Linked DNA regions of Ovis aries: region 1 is linked to region 2. A link is a contact called in public Hi-C data. All regions are on one chromosome and are shown on one strand. Each heading gives the region's core, a stretch centred on a gene start, on an enhancer-like site or on the middle of the called end of the contact. The rest is flanking DNA. Distances are from core to core; before and after follow the strand shown. Region 1 has its middle 44 kb from the start of PTPN1. Region 2 has its middle 120 kb from the start of PTPN1.

Region 1 (4,193 bases), core at 716-3,215, 77 kb before region 2:
GAGTCTACTTTTAAAGAATTTTTGAAGTTATTAATACCAAATATCCTTTGATAATTATTTTTTAAAAATCAGAAAATCCATCTGAGTAAAAATGAGATAATAAAAGTCACTGCAAATCCCCATCAGTCACCCATAGGTAAGAGCTGCAGACATTTTGGAGCATATCCTTGCGGGCATTTCTCCCTCTCGTCTAATTTAAAGGATGAAAAACTAAAAAAATATTCATAAGAAAACATATTTGCATGAAAAGTAGTTGAAAAGGTACCACAAGATTTACAGTGGATATTCCCTGTCTAATCCTTAACCCCTGTCTTCCCTGGTGGCCCAGTGATAAAGAATCCACCTGCCAATGATCCCTGGGTTGGGAAAGTTCCTTGGAGGAGGAAATGGTAACCCCCTCCAGTATTCTTGCCTGGGAAATCCCATGGACAGAGGGGCCTGGCTAAACAGCAGCAATCCTTTAGCCCTGCTCTCCAGCTCCAAATCTCCAAGAGTCTCTGTCAGGAAGTCATCCTGGCTATCGTTTCTTGGGGATCATTGCAGAGATATCCAGAGTGTAGATAAGCAAATGTGTACACGGATTCCTGTAGCTGTTTCTCTACAGAGAAGTATACTGTACCCCCTGCTCGGCGCTGGTTTTGTTTTTTACTTAATAATGTACCTTGGAGATCTTTCCAGATCAGCACTAGGAGAGCATTCTCCACACATTCCATTGTCTGAATATCATAATTTATCTAACCAGTCCCCGATGATACCATGTAGCTGATTCCAGTGTTTTGCTGCAGCAAACAATGCTGTGCTTAGTATTCCTTTCACAAGAGTCTTTCCGTGTATGCGGATCTATTTCCGTAGGGATGAATTCTTAGCCCCTGAACCGCCCAGTCATAGGGCAGGTGCATTTTTAAATTTTAACACTTACTGTCTAAATGCTTTCTGAGGTCATGCCTACCAACTGACATTCAGGGCAGTGACTGACGTGAGCCCTGGTTTCCCCACACTCCAGCCAACGCCAACTATTATCCGACCGCTCCATCTTGGCTTTGCCTATCGGGGAAAAATGTGTTCACCGTGGTTGTAATCCCCATAGTCTTCCTTTAGGTTGGGGAATTAAAAAACATATCTAAAGGCCGTTTGTGTCTCTTTTCTGGTAGTAAAGCATTCACATCCTTTGCCCACATTTCTATCGGATAATTGTCTCTTCATCTGCAAGAGCTCTTTATATACTAAGAAAATTAGGTCTTTGTCTCTCGCAGATGTTACACATGTATGTATTCTGAAATCCAGATCTGTTGCCAGAAATCCCCTTCTGCACCATGTTTTTCAGGCCTGAGGTTATTTGACAATATGTTGTGGATCCCGTTCCGTATTTTAAATGTGCCTTTGAAGCAAAATTATTTTTTAAATTTATTTTTAATTGGAAGACAATTCCTTTATAATGTTGTGCTGATTTCTGTCAACGACAATATGAATCAGCATAAGTACACATATCTCCCTTCCCTCTTGAACCTCCCACCCCCCATCACATCTCACTCCTCTAGCAAAACTATTTGAGAATTATTTTTAAATCATTCTGGGTATATTGGAAGCTCATCCCCATGGCTCTGGATCTAGGTGAACACCCGTGTCAGAGAGGAGGATTATGAAGCATCCAGTAGGCGCCATCTGTTTATGTATGTTACTTAATATAATCCTACCCACAACACTGGTGTAACATCATCCCCATTTTACAGCTGAGGAAACTGAGGTCCAGAGGGGTCATAGATTTGTTCAAGGTCTCCCTGCTGCTCTGTGGGAGAGCTGGGATCCAAACCCATGTCATTTTGTCTCCTAAGCCTTTGCTACCATCTTTCATGACTTTAAATCTCCACATTCCCGCTGAGTCTGGATGCAGATGGCCCTGGGGTCAATCTCTATTCCCCACCACCACCCCGGGCTGGAGAGCTTCCTGCAGTTTCGGTATCAAGCCACTGGGAGGCGCTAGGGACACACCCCTTGTCTAACTGGCCGCAGCCTGGAAGGGACGCGCTGTGGCAGCCTAAGGCGTTAGGCATTGCCAAATGGCCCTGGGTCTAGAACCCCTGTTGTACAGGTCACACAAAACAACCAAAGTTAGTCCTGGCTCACACACACAGGGAGTTTCTCATGCGGGAACTCATTAATACCCTGAGGTGGGAACTGACTCCATCTCTGCCTTAGAGACGGGGAAACTGAAGCCCAGAGAGGCTCGGCGGCTTGCCCAAGGCCGCGCAGCCAGCAGCCAGCAGCCCTGGGCCGGGCCGGTCCTCAAGCTCCGCACCTGTGCCCTTAGGTGCCGTGGTCTACGGACCCTCAGGAAGGCATGCATTGTGTGCGCATCAGATCCATAGGAACATTCACAAACAAATAACATCTCTCCCAGTTTTCTTTCTACGTGTTTTCATTTCCCTACTTTTGATGGACACCCGGGTACACCAGATGTTTCATTTTCATTGCAATTATACTATGAGAAGATCACCAGCCTGAAGTGCCGTAATAAATGGCAGCCGACACCCAGCCTCAACATCAGAGATGCGCTGGGGAGCGGTGGAGACTGTGGTCCCAGGTGGCTCGGCCCTGTCAGTCCTGGCCCATTGCTTCCTGGCACGTGAGCTGGCCCAATTTTGCAAGGATCGTATCCTTGCTCAGGTGTGTCCGACTCTTGGCGACCCCATGGGCTGTAGCCCTCCAGGCTCCTCTGTCCATGGGATTCTCCAGGCAAGAATACTGGAGTGTGTTGCCATGCCCTCCTCCAAGGGATCTTCCCAACTCAGGAACTGAACCCAGGTCTCCTGTATTTGCAGGCAGATTCTTCGCCGTCTGAGCCACCAGGGAAGCCCAAGCATACTGGAGTAGGTAGCCTGTCCCTTCTCCAGGGGATCTTCCCGTCCCAGGAATTGAACAGGGGTCTCCTGCGTTGCAGGCAGATTCTTTACCAGCTGAGCTGTCAGGGAAACCAGTGATCCAGATTTCTAATGTGAAATTTCCTAATTTTAAAATAGTGAAATTGAAAGTTGCTCAGTCGTTGCCGACGCTTTGCGACCCCCTGGACTATAGTCCATGGAGTTCTCCAGGCCAGAATACTGGAGTGGGTAGCCTTTCCCTTTTCCAGAATTTTAAAATAAAGACAATTAATTAAAAAATGAAAAACCCTGGGATGGCCAAAACAAAACATGTCTGAAGGCTGATTTGGCTTGAAAGCGGCCTGTCTGCAAGCTTCCTTAACGGTGCATTCAAGGTCCAGGAATAAACAGGCATCCTCTTAGCGCCCTTGGCCTCTCATGATCATTTAATTAATTCTTTTACCTATTCAGCCATACATTCATTCCCTGCATGCATTCCACCCACCCACTCATCCATCGATATCCATGCATCCATCATCCATCCTTTTATTTATTCATTTCACCCACTTACTCACCCATCCATCCATCCATCCATCCATCTATTCATCCTCCATAAGTTAATTCATTCATCCAGCCATCATTATTGTCCTAGACCCCGGCCTCATGTGCTAGACTCTGGCAAAACCCTGGGGACACAGTGAAGCCTGTGCACCCATCCTTTTCCTCTAGAAACTCATCATTTGGTTTCGTAGAAATGAGAAGTAGGAGGCCGATCATAGACAAAGATGGAACCAAGTGGTGATAAATTTAGACGCCGCCATTTTCCAGCTCGACAACCTTGGGCAAATCACTACATCTTTCAAGCCTTGGTTTCCTTCTCTGTGAAGTGAGGCTGACACAGTGACCCCTAGCTGGCTCACAGGCAGGCTGTCAAGACCAGGTTAAGCTAGGTAACGCATGTGAAGAGGGGCAGGGACACGGTGGGGTGACCCCCGTTAGGCCGTAGGGACACGTGGGGCTGCGGTGTGACATGGGGTCACCAGCCCAGTCTGGGGTCTGCAGAGGCTCTGGGGCGTGGCAGCGTGCACAGGTCCGCCAGGCCCCATGCTGCAAGAGGGCGGGCTGGGTCATTAGCCGCACAACTTCCCCGCGGTCGGCTGACACCTTCCGCCGGCCCGGAGCGCGCTGGGTTTCCCACTCTTGCTTCACTTCTAAAGGGCAGTTCTTTCTCTGACCACGCCGCCCCGCCCCACCCTGCCCCAGTTTGTGGGAAAACTCTATGGAACAGAAAGGGCTTGCGGGCTCCCCTTTGCTAGATTTGTTGTTATTTTTTTC
Region 2 (4,447 bases), core at 840-3,339:
GTGGAAGTTTAATAACGTGAGCGGTCGTATCCATGACATAATTCATAACTGAGAGGAAATAGCAATTAAGGGGCAATTGTGCAATGTGGGACAAGCCTCCTTCGCAGCTCATAAAAGCAGGAGGAGAGAGAGGTGACGCTGTCAACTCCGGGGCCGCTGGGGGCTGGGCCGGCAGTCTGCGGGGACTGGGCGCCCAGTTTCTACACTGGGGGGCACACCCGTCTTGCCTCTCCCCGTCAGGCCTCAGGGGGCTAGGAGGCCGTGGAAGGCAGAGACTCCCTTCAGCTAGCACCTACCGTGTACCTGGCTGGGCTCAGGGCTGGGGTTAGAGCCGTAAACACAGCATTTCGCTGCGACTGAGAGATGGGGTTGCAGCTGCACTGCTTTGGTACTGCCTTGTCAAGATGGAAAATCGCTTCATCAAGAGAACTGTGCAACAGACACCCTGGCACTTCTCCATCGTCCCCTCCCCGCTCCAGTTACTATGGATTTTTCCTTTCTCCCTTATTCATTCTCTACTGCTTGATCTTTGCAGGAACACTCGGCTTTTATAATCAGTTACACACACACCTGCTAAATACTCATTGGTACCTTTTCTCTTTCTTAAATACGCCAAGCGTGCGCTCACCCCAGGGCCTTTGCACTTGCTGTGCCCTCTGCTAGAATGCTCTCCCCCTAGAAGACCCCATAGTTCACACCTCACCTTCTTCAGATCTTCACTCAAATGTCGCCTTCCCTATGAAGTCTTAGCGGACCAGCGTTTTAAAGCAACAAACCCATCTGTTGTTCTCTATCTGCCTCTGCGACCCTATTTTTGTCTACAGCACATACTACCAATTAGCCCTCCCCATCTGCTGTTCATGTTTTAATGCTTGCTTGGTCCCACTAGTGTGTTAGCACCACCAGCAAGGGGACTTTTGTCCATCTTGCTCTTGTCAGGATCTGTGCCTAGAACACTGTAGGTGCTCAGGAAATATTGCTGGATGAATGAATGATTAAATATTTGCTATGATTAGCGACTGATCAAAAAGGCTGACCATTTGCTGGTTTGGGGGTTGCCTCAGAACGCCTCCTGGGTCAAGCCTTTCTCGGATGCAGCCGATGGGACTAGAGGTTGGGATCGCCAAGGCCGGTTCAGCTAGCCCCGGCATTGGCGACTGGTGCCTGTTCTGATTGGTCAGTGCTCAGCTTAAAGATCACACCTCCTCCCTCCTCATTGGCTCCTTCAAAGTTAAGATTCTAAATGCACTGACCTGCTGACCCCATGCATCCATGAAAATTCTTGTGCAATGGAGCTGAGTTTTGTATGCAAAAGAGGTTTCTTGCAGAATTTTTCACAACAGTGGGCGTGCCTAGTGCGTGCACACACACACACACACACACAGAGTCAGGAATACACTTGCTCCCAAGCACACATTCAGACACACTCTGTGCTCAAGATGCAGACCTGGAGATACACACACACACACACACACACACACACACACACACACCATGCATATGATTAAAAACACACTCATTTTGTCATTCACACACCCAGACGAATGCTTACATGCCCGAGCATGTTTGTACATTCAGCAATAGACGCGTCTCCTTGTCTGGCACCCTCACTTAGAGCACACAGATCCCTACTCATTCACACCCACACTCAGTCACACACACACATGCACACACATACACAGACTCATTCACCTTCTTAAAGCCATGCATTCACATGCTTACACACCCTTACACAGTAAGCCAAATGCACACACAGTGGACCCCCCACAGACACCCCAAGACACGCTTCCTGGGGTGCCCACCCTTTCTGAAGGCCAAGGCCCCTGGGAGCCGGACCTCAGCTGTGTTTAGAGGAGTCGAGATGGCCACACACCCCTGTATCTCCCCACTCTGACCCCAAGCAGCCCCGAAGCCTCTTGGCGGGAACAAGCTGAGCCAGGGCCAGCTCCATAAGCAGGGGGTGCGTGATGCCTGCATCGCCCTGACTGTGCCGCCTCAGGGCACGTCTGGCCGGCTCATCTGTGCCCAGGGCACCCGCCCACTTCCTCCCCATCAGAGGGCGGGCTGGCCTGCTGACATCAGGCGGTTTCTGGGCTGGTCTGGCACCTAGAACAGAGGAAGGAAGCAATGTGTTCCAGCCGTGGGGGCCGACCCGAGGAGCCGGGAACATGCCTGGCAGCTTGTGACCCAGCTCTGCTGAGGCTGGGCTGCCCGCCACTCCACCTTCAAGGGTCCCCGTGACCCAGGCTGGGACCACCGTTCAGGGGACCGGGCCCTCCGAATTAACGCCCCACCCCCTCCCCTCCCCCTGCAGGTTGCAAGCTCCTTTCCTTCCATCTCTGAAAACAAGGACAGCAATTTTCTGTCCTAACTCGCCATGGATTATCTCTTTAAACCTTCAAAACACCAACCCTATGGCTAGGAGTTATCATCATTCTAGCTTTACAAGTAAAGAAACTGAGGCACAGAGAGGTTAGGGACTACCCCAAGGAGCAGGGTTTGCCCCCCTGCAGCTGTGGCCTGGCTCCAGACCCCGCCCCTCAATCAGCCCACCCTCTCCCAGCTTCTCTGTGTTGTTTCTCTGCTCGTGTTGGTGAGCCTCCAATATCCACGGCCTCTGCACCTCATATCAACCTGAACTCCGGCAACGATCTCACGAGCCGGGCGCCAGTATTAACTGTTCAGTATTAGTTGGGTACCAGTAATAGTTCCAGTTAACAGATGAGGAAACCAAGGTTTACATGACCAACCTGAGGCAGATAGCAAGGAAGAGGCAGGTTTGTGACCTGGGTCTGAGAGCTCTTTCTGCAATGCCAGGCCATCTCGCTCACGTGCCAGAGGCCTTTGATGGGACCAGAGGCAGGGAAAGGGGGCCGGGGAGGTCTGAATGGCCAAACAGAGGAATAATAATACACTTATGAAATGACAGCAAAAATGTTTCTACCTTTTAAAATAAGTGGGAAATAACGGACATAGAATAAAATGCACAGGTGGTGATGGGGCCTGTTCGATGAGTTCCGACAGATGCACTGGAGAATCAACCACCTAAAACGCGATCCAAGTCTCTCAAAGGCCAAGTTCCCTCTTGCTCCTTTCCAAACCAGCCTCAGCCCCAGACGACCGCAGGTCTCTGCGCTGTCATCCTAGGTCATCCTGTTCCGCATCACAGGTTAGCTTTGTCCCACCAGTGGCACCCCACTCCACAACTCTTGCCTGGAAGATCCCATGGGTGGAAGGGCCTGGTAGGCTGCCATCCAAGGGGTCGCTAAGAGTCAACGCGACTGAGCAACTTCCCTTTCACTTTTCACTTTCGTGCACTGGAGAAGGAAATGGCAACCCACTCCAGTGTTCTTGCCTGGAGAATCCCAGGGACAGGGGAGCCTGGTGGGCTGCCGTCTATGAGGTCGCACAGAGTCAGACACGACTGTAGCGGCTTAGCAGCAGCAGCAGCAGAGTTTCAAATAGAGGAAGTCACACGGTGTGTGCTCCTCCGCACCCACTTGCTACACTCAGCGTAACACCTGTGAGATCCGCTGCGCTTCTGCAAGCGTCACTAGTGGGTTCTTTCACGGCTGAGGAGTGTCCCGCTGTGAAAACGCTTTTTTATCCAGCCTCGGGGGGACGCGGCTGTTTCCGGTGACGGTGCGCGTTTGTGCCCACTGAGCCCCGATGCCGAGCCAGGCACAGTGAGAATCTGGAGTCCTTCACAGGCGCCGCATCTGCCCCCCCCCCCCCCGAGAAACTGCAGGCCCAGGGTGAGAAATCCAAAGACGTGGATGAGCTGCGCTGAGCAAGAGGCGGAGGGAGACGCGGGGATGGCCGGAGGCCCTGGCCTGCGAGCGCGCGCTCAGCAGAAGCCCAGCTGGAGCGCCGCCGTGATGGCAGGGGCCTCCTGCTGGGCTCCCCGGCCTGTTCTAAACACTCTGCGGGAACCAACCCACTCAGTCCTCTGTTATCCTTCTTTACAGTGAGGGAAACTGAGGCGCAAGGTGGCTGCGTCCAGTGCCTGCCTCCAGGGCCCCACGGCTCGTGAGGAGTGGGGCTGAGGTTGGATTCGGGTGGCCTAGCGCCGCTGCTTCTCGTCACCGCAAGTCTAAACCAGCTCAGTAGCCCTGCTTCTCTGTACTCGGGGCCCCTAGGCAGGCGGGCTCAGGGCCCGACTCACCCGGAGGCGTTTCCTCTCCTGATCGTCTTGGTGCTCCACCGTGAACCTCCCCGGGTGCTGGGAATGCAGGCGACAGGAGGGACGGTCAAAAGAGGGACCCTAAAGCCAGCCTGTGAATCCCAGCTGCGCCATTTGCTGGCTGTATGACCTTGGATCAGTCCCCTCCCCTCTCTGAGCTTCCATTTCCTTCTCCATAAAATCAAGGATGGTGACGAGAATAGTGACCTCTCGAGGATTCAGTGGGATGGGTGTGGAATTACTAGGTAGGTCATATGAGCCGCT

Evidence for each region. A called contact is a pair of places that touch in the nucleus more often than the background predicts.
Region 1: a contact with region 2 is called in a Hi-C map of liver, with 2.8 times the contacts expected there. The contact joins two enhancer-like sites. A contact is called at or near these places in 5 of 16 Hi-C or Micro-C datasets (blood, hypothalamus, liver and 2 more).

The regions. Positions count from the first base shown.
Region 1 is chr13:78,490,888-78,495,080 of ARS-UI_Ramb_v3.0, reverse strand. No RefSeq gene overlaps it. Among named protein-coding and RNA genes, the nearest start is that of PTPN1, 44 kb to the left of the region's middle. Within about 2 kb of position 1,965, at least 12 of the 54 cell types and tissues checked have an H3K27ac peak or open chromatin away from gene starts, as enhancers often do. A contact at or near this core is called in hypothalamus and liver, where this site is marked.
Region 2 is chr13:78,413,678-78,418,124 of ARS-UI_Ramb_v3.0, reverse strand. No RefSeq gene overlaps it. Among named protein-coding and RNA genes, the nearest start is that of PTPN1, 120 kb to the left of the region's middle. Within about 2 kb of position 2,089, at least 29 of the 54 cell types and tissues checked have an H3K27ac peak or open chromatin away from gene starts, as enhancers often do. A contact at or near this core is called in hypothalamus and liver, where this site is marked.